2 separate regions of the Canis lupus genome follow, and region 2 is linked to region 1. The links are chromatin contacts, called in public Hi-C maps. All regions are on one chromosome and are shown on one strand. Each heading gives the region's core, a stretch centred on a gene start, on an enhancer-like site or on the middle of the called end of the contact. The rest is flanking DNA. Distances are from core to core; before and after follow the strand shown. Region 1 holds the start of SPCS3 (signal peptidase complex subunit 3). Region 2 holds the start of LOC482938 (zinc finger protein 596).

Evidence for each region. A called contact is a pair of places that touch in the nucleus more often than the background predicts.
Region 2: a contact with region 1 is called in a Hi-C map of blood, with 2.4 times the contacts expected there. The contact joins the promoter of LOC482938 here to the promoter of SPCS3 in region 1. A contact is called at or near these places in 2 of 9 Hi-C or Micro-C datasets (both in blood).

Annotation. Positions count from the first base shown.
Region 1 is chr16:54,309,268-54,314,608 of UU_Cfam_GSD_1.0, forward strand. It overlaps SPCS3 (signal peptidase complex subunit 3), which reads right to left and starts at 1,436. Exons shown (of 5, transcript XM_038560497.1): 1 at 1,150-1,436. The coding sequence starts at 1,292.
Region 2 is chr16:54,992,987-54,998,257 of UU_Cfam_GSD_1.0, forward strand. It overlaps LOC482938 (zinc finger protein 596), which reads left to right and starts at 2,858. Exons shown (of 8, transcript XM_038560521.1): 1 at 2,858-3,047. It also overlaps the pseudogene LOC119877108.

The sequences.
Region 1 (5,341 bases), core at 186-2,685:
GGGGACATGAGGGTGTGAGGAGGTGAGGATGGACAGTGGGGACATGAGGATGCACAGTGGAGACGTGAGGATGCACAGTAGGGAGGTGAGGATGGACAGTGGGGAGGTGAGGATGGACAGTGAGGACGTGAGGGTGTGGGGAGGTGAGGGTGCACAGTGGGGACGTGAGGATGGACACTGGGGATGTGAGGATGGACAGTGGGGACATGAGGGTGTGAGGAGGTGAGGATGCACAGTGGGGACGTGAGGATGCACAGTGGGGGCGTGAGGATAGACAGTGGGGACATGAGGATGGACAGTGGGGACGTGAGGGTGTGGGGAGGTGAGGATGGACAGTGAGGACGTGAGGATGCACAGTGGGGACGTGAGGATGGACAGTGAGGACGTGGGGATGTGAGGCGGGGGGGGGGGGGGCGGCACATATGGAAGAATAAAGTGCCAGAGGGCAACTATCGGGGGCGAAAGGCCGGGGCATCCACCGCAGGGCCGCGTCCTTCTGAGGTCCCGGCTCCGGCATTTCGGCAGGTGCGCGGCGGCGGCGGCGGGGGCAGTGCGAGGCCCCCCAGGCTCCCGCTCCCGGCTCCCCCCGGGCCCCAACCTGGGCCGCGGAAGGCAGGCGCCCCCCGGGAAGGACGGGACCGCGGGGGGACCGCGGGGGGGGGACGGCGGCAGGGCCCCGGGACGGACCGACGGACGGACGGAGGGAGGGAGGGAGGGACGGAGGGAGGGCGGCCCCGGCGGGAAGGAGGCGGGCTCGGGAGGGCGGCGGGAGGGCGGGAGGCGGCCCGGGCCCGGCGGGGGAGGAAGGGCGGCGGCGGCGGCGGCGGCGGCTCGGCTGTTGTGTTGCTCCCTCATTGGCCGCGCGCGGGCGGGGGAAGTGAGGCACAGGAAGGAAGCGGAGGCACCGGCCTGACTTACTCAGAATTAAAATTTAAGAGCAAGCCCGGGAACTCGGCGGGCGGGGGCGGCGGGGAGCCGCGCCGAGGACCGCCCCGCGCCCAGCCCCGCGCCCCGCGCCCCGCGCCCAGCCCCGCGCCCAGCCCCGCGCCCAGCCCCGGCCCCGCTCCCCCGCGCTCCCCGCTCCCCCGCGGCCCGGCCTCCCGGCTCCCCGGCTCCCCGGCCCCCGCCCCCCCGGCCCGCCGCGCTCACAGCATGATCCGCGAGACGTGCAGCCGCACCGGGACGCTCCGGTCCTTGAAGGCGGTGGTGATGAAGCAGCCGAACGTGAGCGCCGCCATCACGCTCAGCGAGAAGGCGAACAGCGAGTTCGCCCGCGACAGCACCGTGTTCATGGCGCCAGTGGCCCGCGCCGCCCGCCCGCCCGCCCGCCGCGCACGCACACCGGGACCCCGCTCGGCCGCGGCCCGGCTCCCCGCGCCCCTGCGCTCCCCGCGCTCCCCGCGCTCCTGCCGCCTGCGCCCCGCGGTCCCGGGAGCGCGCGCCGCCGCGGCCCCGCCCCCTTCCGGTCCGGCGACGCGGGCGAGCGCGCGCGCACCCGCCGCCCGGACACACCCACCTCGCGGCCGGCCGCCGCCGCCAATCAGCGGCGAGCGGGGGCGGGGCTTCTCCGCGGAGGCCACGCCCCCTGGGAGCCCCGCCCCCTGCCCTGGTTCCCCTGGTTCCCGCCTCGCGGCCCCGGGCTCCCCCGCCCGCCCCGGCGGCCGCGCCTCACCTGCGGGGCGTCGATCTGCCCTGACAGCCTGCGGCCGGGCCAGCTCCCTCGCACGTTTGGAAGCTGCACTTCACAAGACTCTTCCCACCTCCCACCCCCCTTTGGCAAATGCGACCAAAGTTACAACAGTTGTTTGCAGGGTGGGGGACAGGGAGAAGGGGCCTCCCAGGTCCACCAAATGCAGGCTGCCTTTGCTCTCTCCGCGTCCAGCCCTAGTCCGGTTCCTAGTGATGCTTTGCCTTCCGACTGCAGCTAAACCTGTTTTAAAACGGATGCTCCCGGTTTAAAATATTTGCATTTTAAATGCGATATTAAACTGCAAAGTGGTATCTCCCATAACTAGAAGAAGGACTTCACTGGGTCCTTAGCATCAAAGGAGATAACGACTGGTGGACTTGCTGTACAGCACAATATATAAGCATTTTATTTATTTATTTTTAAAAGATTTATTTATTTATTCATGAAAGACACAGACACAGAGAGAGAGAGGCAGAGACACAGGCAGAGGGAGAAGCAGGCTCCATGCAGGGAGCCTGACAGGGGACTCGATCCCGGGAATCCAGGATCACAACCTGAGGAAAAGGCAGGGGCCCAACCACTGAGCCACCCAGGCGTCCCTATATAAAAAATTTAAATTAGTGAGCCAACCAGACAAAATGGCCCTGCATCTGAGCTTTGCATTCAGGTTCTTCATCCCCAGGCCCTCTTGTCTCAGAGCCGCTTTTTGAATCTGGCCATTCCGTCCACTGTCTTTGGTCCACCTGTGTGCACTTGACTATTTGCCTGCATGACAAGTTAGCTCCCTTGGTGACTGGTGCATGCCCCTCATGACACACCAGACTAGTTTATTGAGCACCCTTGAGGGGGTATCAGAAATTACACCAAAACCATTGGTTTCTGAGATCTATATACCTCACCCTCCCAAGGAAAAAGAAGATGAAGAAGCCCTGCCATGTTCCCTAGACAAAGATCTCCGAATTTACTGGGATTCTTTGAATAGTTTAGGCAGTTAATACCCAACTTCTTGCTCACATCGCCTAGACTCTAAGCTCTTAGGAAAGTGAGAGGCTGCTAGAAAGCCTTCAGCATTTTTTTTATTAAAGATTTTATTTATTTATGAGACACACAGAGAGAGGCAGAGACATAAGCAGAGGGAGAAGCAGGCCCCACACAGGGAACCGGATGTGGGACTCCATCCCTGCACCCCAGGATCCTGCCCTGAGCCCCCCGGGGCATCCGGATCCTTCGGCATTTTCTCAGTTGAAGAACCTAATCAACTTTATTTTCTTTCTGGCCTCCTCCGATTCACTCAGAAATGCTCTGTTGAAACGGTATCTCTCACGTAGCCTGGTGAACATCTGGTCACTGGAGAACCCACGTACCTCCCCGGCATGCTAGTCCCAGCTAAACAACCTCAAGGTTGGCTTTGGGGAATTACCCTGTTACAATATATTCAGGCCACTGAAGTTCTAGAATATGTAAGATCCAAAAATTCAGACCATGCCTGGTGAGGTTTATTACATTCTTTAAAACTCATTTGAGTAATCTTTATTATCGAAAAGCTTCTAAATACCCACAGGCAAGCAAAGCCAGCTGCATCTGGAACGGAAATAAAAGGGGGGGGGGACATAGTTATGGGAACTGTGTAGAAGGGTTAATAAAACAGGCCGGAGACGTCTATCCTTAGAAGTACCTGCTTGCACCATTGGCCTTTGGCTGCCATCCGGTCTTTGAAGGTGGTGGTGATGAAGCAGCCCAAGGTGAGCGCCACCATCACACAAGGCCAACACCACAGCACCGTGCTCATAGCCACTGTCTCCTCAAGCCCTGAGGAAATTGGCTGGTAAACAGTCCCTGTCCTGATATAAAACTTTTCCTAAATGACAAAAGTGACTCACCGCACCTAAACTGTTTGTTGAAACAATGTGGCTTATGCCAAACACCTGCTTTCCTTCTGGACGTTTGGAATGCCAGAGGGGGTCTACATGACCCTTCCCAAGTGAAAACCCTTGGCACGGAGTCGAATTCAGCACAACCTCTGTGACTCCACTGGGAGAGGAGTCTTTGAAGTTTCTGCCTGGTTTCATCCAGATTTCTTCCCATGTGCGTTTTCTCTTTACGGATTTCACTTTGTAATCCTTTTACTGCAATAAGCCTTGGCTGTGGGTATGACTCTATCCTAGGTCACGTGAGTCCTCAGGTAGCAAATCTCCAAACCCGAGGGGGTCTTGGACGCCCCAACACAAGTGATACTGGAGAGCTTGGTTCTTGTCTCATGGAGTCGAAGAATGAATCTCCTAGACACAGGAGAGTGAGTAAAGTGATAGAAATTCATTAAGCAGAGATACAGAGAAAACTCTCAGAAGTGAGAGGGGTCCCAACAGGGTTGCCCCCCGAGGGCTTTTGGGCTGGCCTTTTATTGGGAACCTAACCAGGGAGCCCAAGGCCCTGAGATGTCTTTGTGCTGTCCCAAGTGATTGACATATGGCTGTTGTGGGGGTCTGGTTAATCTCTGGGATTGTCTGGTAGCCATCAAAGGGGGGATACTCCCTAACACTTTGGAGCCAGGGAGCCTGATCTATTTATTTTTTTCTGTTTTTACTGTCTTAGCTCTGTGTCCTTGGGATACGTAGGAGCCTGACTCTGGACCATTCGGTGTCCTTGGGATTTATGCAAGCCCACAGATTTATGGGAACCCGATTCTGGGCTTTTCCCTTATCTTTCCGTGCCTAGCCCCATCTGCCCCTAATTCATTCCAACATCACAAGGACTGTCTCCCACTTCATAAATCTTAATATAAAAATGTCCTTAAGGATTTCTACCAAAATCTAAGAAAACTTAGCCCATTGTATTCTGTAAGGGAAGGAGGAGCAGGAGTAGTAATTTTTTCTTTATCCTAAGTCTTATGAGTGTGTTCAGCGTCTTGTTCAAGATGCTCTACTGCTTACGCATTTTGACTCACCACACTTTGCATTTATTTGGTTGGCCTGGTCTTCAGACACCTTCTCCTCTCTGTTTCCAATGCGTGAGGCAGGCCCTGTTTGTGCTGTTAACTCATGCAGGCGCATTTCTTTGGGTTCTTGATTTTGAGTTACCTGTTTAATCTTGATCTTCACAGTCTTCTGCTTTTACACATGTCCACAGCACAGGATGGGAGGGTGTTTTCACTACTTGTTTTAATCATTGAGCCATTCAGTGTCTTCATCAGCTCCTCTGGCCTCCCCATAAGGGGAACAAATCAAGCAAAATCCATTAACTCAGTCAAGTATATTCTTTGTGTGGATTTATTGCTACTTTCATGCTCCTTATTTATATGTGTAAGCTGAGGAGAATTTAAAATCGATATATAACAGAGAAGGTTAGAAAACTCTGAATAATATGAAAAATTATTTTTTTCTGAGAATTTTTTTTTGACTAAGAATACCTGAAAAGTTAAGCACCATATGCAACTCCATTAGTCTATCTTGCTAACTTACAAGAAAGGAATAAGAAAATATCTGAATTCTTTGTATCCTTACTTTGAAAGGTCTACTCTGAAGGGAAAAGAAAATGTTTCAAAGGAACGTAATGATTTTAGCTCCTGGATGCTGGAATATGTATGTTTAAATTTTTTGCATTATTACATTTCTGTGAATCCTTATCCTAGAAGGAAGTAAGAAGTGCCATTCA
Region 2 (5,271 bases), core at 1,608-4,107, 690 kb after region 1:
ACACATTGTGCTGGCCAGGATGGCCCAGAGAGGGCATCCTTGGCCCTCCAGAATCACTACACTTTTCCAAATATATTCATGGATGTAGGAACTGCTCTTGTCCTCCTGAAAAGGCTGGAGAGGGTGAACATGCAGTCAGAAGCTTCCTCACAATTATCTACATCAGCTTAGAGCCCAGCGCTCCTCAGAAAGCTTTAAGACATAAGGACTTCAGAGTCTATGAGGATGAGGGGCTGGCTCCTAGGAGGCTGGAATGAGGGAGCTGTCATGAACCCGGAGCTCCACCATTCATTGTCAGATCTCAGGAAGACCATTTGGAAGGACTGGCCTGGAACATGGCTGGAGAGTGCATTTTCATCACAAACACATGGTCTGTGTGCCTCTGGGTTGTGCTTTCTTCACTTTCAACATGCATGTTTAGAGTATTAATATATATATCCACACAGGAACTTATTTTTACCATGAAAAAAATGAGATAAATGATGTTTGAGCATTCCAAAGATCTCAGCAGAATTTCAGGACAAAAGGCTAAGAAAAAGTCTCAACACCAGGGGACACCATAATTACAAACTTCACACTTTCTACCCCCTCGTGTGGTCAACTCCCCAGGAAGGGGAATCAGAATCTCCAAGCTCAAGCTCCTTCATTCCACCCTCCTAAACCCAAGAGAGAAACTGCTTCATTCCCCAATAGCTCCCAGGTTTGGCTCACAGCACAAATCTGCTCTCAACTGGAGGCTCCTTCAGATGTCAGGATATTCAGGGCCCTCAATAGTCACATGTACAGGAACCAGAGACCCCCCCGCCCCCCAAGGTGGGAGGGCATCATCCCAGGGATGATGGAGACACAGGTTCTCTTACACACATGCATTCCACTCTAGAGGGGCCGTCTACCCATCAGGCCATCAGAGTGACCCTATTCCAAATGCCATCCTATAGTCAATGATTATTTTTGGCTGCATCAGTTCCTGAAAAAGCAACTCGTTCTTCAGTTAAGGCATTTTCCTATGGAATGACTGGAAAATACCTTTTCATTGTAATAATAACAAAAACATAGATAGAAATAATTAGGGATCCCTGGGTGGCTCAGCAGTTTAGTTCCTGCCTTCGGCCCAGGGCGTGATCCTGGAGACCCAGGATCGAGTCCCACATCCAGCTCCCTGCATGGAGCCTGCATCTCCCTCTACCTGTGTCTGCCTCTCTCTCTCTGTCTTCCATGAATAAATAAATATTAAAAAAAATTATACTCCAATACACACTTTCTTTTCACTCTTCAGCTTTCATTGGACCTAATTCTCAGCCAGGCAAACATGGTTTAGAGATGTGGGCAGACCTTAGTCTACTAAGACGCCATCTTATCTTACGAGCTCGTTTTTTCGTAGAGAACTTCCAAACAATACACATCCTCCATGCACTCCATTATCACATCAGTCGACTTTCAGCCCCCTAAGCATGCTATGTGCAAACGCTTAAGATTTGATGGAGAAGGTGGGTTGGAGGCTGGATGGTTTACACTGGCAGGACTGTATCACTTGACTTCTACCTAAAGAGAGAGGCGAGAGGTTCAGGTACCTGGATTCCTTGACCCCAAATCATATACAGCCCTCCTTAATGTGTGTCCAGCTCCCCACAGATCGGAGACAAGCGAGGTGAGATCACCCAGGTTAAGTGATCTCTGCGCTGAGAGACCCAGAGGCCCTGTGGGAAAGGCTCCCCCCCCACTCCCTCCACAAGAACCGCACAGCGTTTAGTGCTCTCTGCCTACGAGAACATTCCCTTTCCAGAATTTACCTCCATGGGTCCCGACATTCAATATTTACAAGCAAATGTGAAAGTCGGAGAAATCTGTGTTAGGTTATTGGAAAACCAGAAGACGACTTCTTTTGGATTCATCTTTGAGAAAATTCTGCTGCATGAATAGTTGTGATTTAGTCTTGCCGAGTCTCCTCCAGCAGGAACTTGAGAATCTACAAAGGAGAGAGAAAAGGAGATTTTTTTTTTCCACTCACACATTCCCCGTTAATATTTATTAAGGGTATACGAGATGCGACTGAAATTTGAAAATCCAGTGCTTTTTAGTGTTCTTGTCAGAGAACACACACGGAAGGAATGAAAACCCAAGACTTCTCCCACACTTGACACAAAACATTCGGAAACAGAAAACAAAAACAGAAGATTAAATAAAAATCTGACTTTTTCGGGCAGCCCGGGTGGCTCAGCGGTTTAGCACCACCTTGGGCCCAGGGGGCGTGATCCTGGGGACCCGGGATCGAGTCCCAAGTCGGGCTCCTTGCATGGAGCCTGCCTCTCTCTCTCTCTCTGTCTGTGCCTGTCATGAATGAATAAATAAAATATTCAAAAAAATCTGACTTTTTTCAAAACTAAAAACGCTCGTTCAGGTGGCTCCCGAATAAAGATAGCGAAAAACGTGAAATTTAGTAACTCGGGCACCTGGCGATGTCAGGCACGTCCTTCTCAAAGGCACGTGAACGTCTCCATCTTCCGCAGATGTTGTGCCTCGGCGGTCCGTCCTCACCGCCCCAGCCGGGGCCGCCCAGGCCAGTTCGGAGTCCACACTCGCCCCACAGAAAAGGGCACCAGCATTTCACGTGGGGGATGCAGGCATCCCGACGCCCCCATCTCCGCACCGAGGTCCCCGCGCCCCCCGCACCCGCAGGTCACCCCGCACACCCACCTGGACGCTAAAGCGCCGCGCCGGGCTCTGCGTGCGGAAGTAGGTAGGCGCAGACCGGAAGCGCCCCGGGGGGGCGTGGCGAAGGCACGCGCACGCGCAGCACACCCCTCTCCGCCCAGGCCCCGCCCCACCCGAGCTCGCCGTTTCCGGCCGACCCGGAAGCAGATTTCCCGGACGGAAGGGCGTCCTCGCTGGAGGCTCAGCGCTTGTGGCTGCAGCTCGCACGTGGATGCCCCCAGCGTTGCGTCCTCCACGCCCGGAGCGCGGGGCCTCGCGAGCCTTCCAGCCCCCCCAGCTCCGCCCGCCCCGCCCGCGGGGAGCCCCGCCCAGCCCTGGGTCCGCGTCTGCTTCCGGTAAGCTGGTTCCCAGGCCGGCCGCGCCCCGGGACCCCTCCCTCCGCGCCCCTCCTCGGGGAGCCCCGGTGACACCCCCGCCCCCCGCCCCGCCGGCTGTGCCTGCCCGCCTGCGCTCGCGTTCCTGACGAGCCCCCGAAAAGTGTGCACTTCCTGGGCAGGGGCATCTTCGGGGGGGCAGGGGGAGACCAGGGAGACCCCGGGACACTGGGCGGGGGGGCGGGGGGAGATCCGTTTAGGGAAGCGGGTCGGATGGGCCTGGACCGAGCAAGACGGTGTGTGTGACCCGGGCTGGAAGCCCTGTAAGAAAAGTGACTAAAGGGATGCGCAGGGCCGGGGTGGGGGGGGACCCCAAATTCATTTATTTTATTTTATTTTTGGAGTTTTGTTTTTGATTTCCAACTCCCCACTCCCTTTTTTAAAACGCTCTGTGTCCGATCCCGACGATGAGGTCCCCGGGGTTTTGCAGCCTGTTGTCCTGGACACCCCCTTCGGTGCTCCTGTCAGCAGCAGCGGGCCACTCTCGTCCGTGCGGCCTCGGTGAAGATGCTGCTACTCACTCCTCTTTAAATCAACAGCGGGAATTTAGTGTAAGCAGCTAGTCCACATCATCATCTTCCTCCCCTGCTGACGTCCTGCCCTAAGCGGACAGTGCAGTGTGTTTCCGTTCCCTTTGCCCTCCCCTCCCCGCCCCCGAGTGACCGAGGGGGAGCTCGAGTGCCCGGGGGGACTCTGGAGAGCGAGCCCATCCGTTCATCACTGAGGAAGTTACTCAGGTGGTTCCACTGCTGACCTTCTTTCATGTTCTCCAGTCCTACTAATTAGGTCTTCTTAATCTCATGTTTTGTTTTTGTTTTTGATAGTTTAATAGGATGTTCTGGAAAAGAAGAATAAAATATTTGAGATTGTGATTAAAAAAAAAAAAAGCATGAATGAGAAGCGCTCTTGCTCAGGAGTATGAGACACACGCTCTGTCGTTTGTGGGGTAGGGGTGTGGAGGGCAAACCCTGCCACGGGATCCCCTGTAGGCCCAGCCATCTCTGCGAAGATGGTGCTGTTCCCTCTACTGGCTTCACCTGCCCACCTCGACACACGCAGGGAGCCACAAGGCAGCTTGACATCTGGAAAGGATCCAGATGTTTTAAAGCAAGCATGGAACAAAAGCATCCCCCAGTAAGAGGAGGAGGCAGGAGGTGCTGTGACTCTGGGAAGGGAGCCTGGAGGGGGAGTCAGAGTGCTGTCTGCGCTTAGGGCTCCCCGAATGGAAGGCAGTCTGAGCAGCTCGGGGGCAGGAGGAGTGAAGTGTCTGTTCCGACTCTGTGCTCAGCAGGTCCCAGCAGAGACCGTGGGGTCCCTTCCAGAGGTCAGTCCACTTCATACACTCACTGCACCCCCAGATGCGTGGGCTCGCCTACAATAGGAGAGCGTTCTGAAACAACAGGCAGAAAAACCCACCTGTTGATTTTCACGTAGGTGTTGGATGTCCGAGTCCGCACTGTCGGTGAACAGCAGAGGACTGCCCTCCCCACGTGGCAAATTCCTCCCTGTGTGTGTGGCTGCAGTACAGGAAAGTGTTAGGTTGATTCCGAGCCCCTAAAGTCATCTCCACACTCAGGAGTGACTTGTCAAGACTGAGCTTGCCTGAGAAAGCAGCTTTTTGTGTGTCCTTTTTAATTTCTTGATTCTTCTTTCGAGACTTCATTGATTTCTGTCAATGTTTTGATTTCTGTCAATGATTTCTCTCAATTTCTGTCAATGTTTTGTTGTTTCATTACTTAATCTTCTAATCTTCTTTTAACTTTTACTAATTATCTTCTTGATCTGTAAAATTTGAATTGTCAGTTTCCTCTTGCTTCCTTTTACTCAAGGAAGTTCAACAGTTTATAAAGTTTATAAAGTTCAACAGTTGGTTCCTTCATTTCCAAGCCCTCTCTGATAAGTATACTTAAAGTTTATACATGTTTTTAAAGATCTATTTATTTGAGGGAACATGCATGCACTTGTGAGGGGAGAGGGGAGGGGCAGAGGGAGAGGAGAGAATCTAAAGCAGACTCTGCGGAATGCAGAGCCTGACTTGGAGCTCAGTCTCACAACCTGGAGATCATGACCTAAGCCTAAATCAAGACTCGGATGTTTAATTGACTGAGCCACCCAAGCAGGTGTTACTCAAGTTTGTACATTTTTTCGAGGTAATAGGCGTGGCCTTATCCCATGATTTTGACAG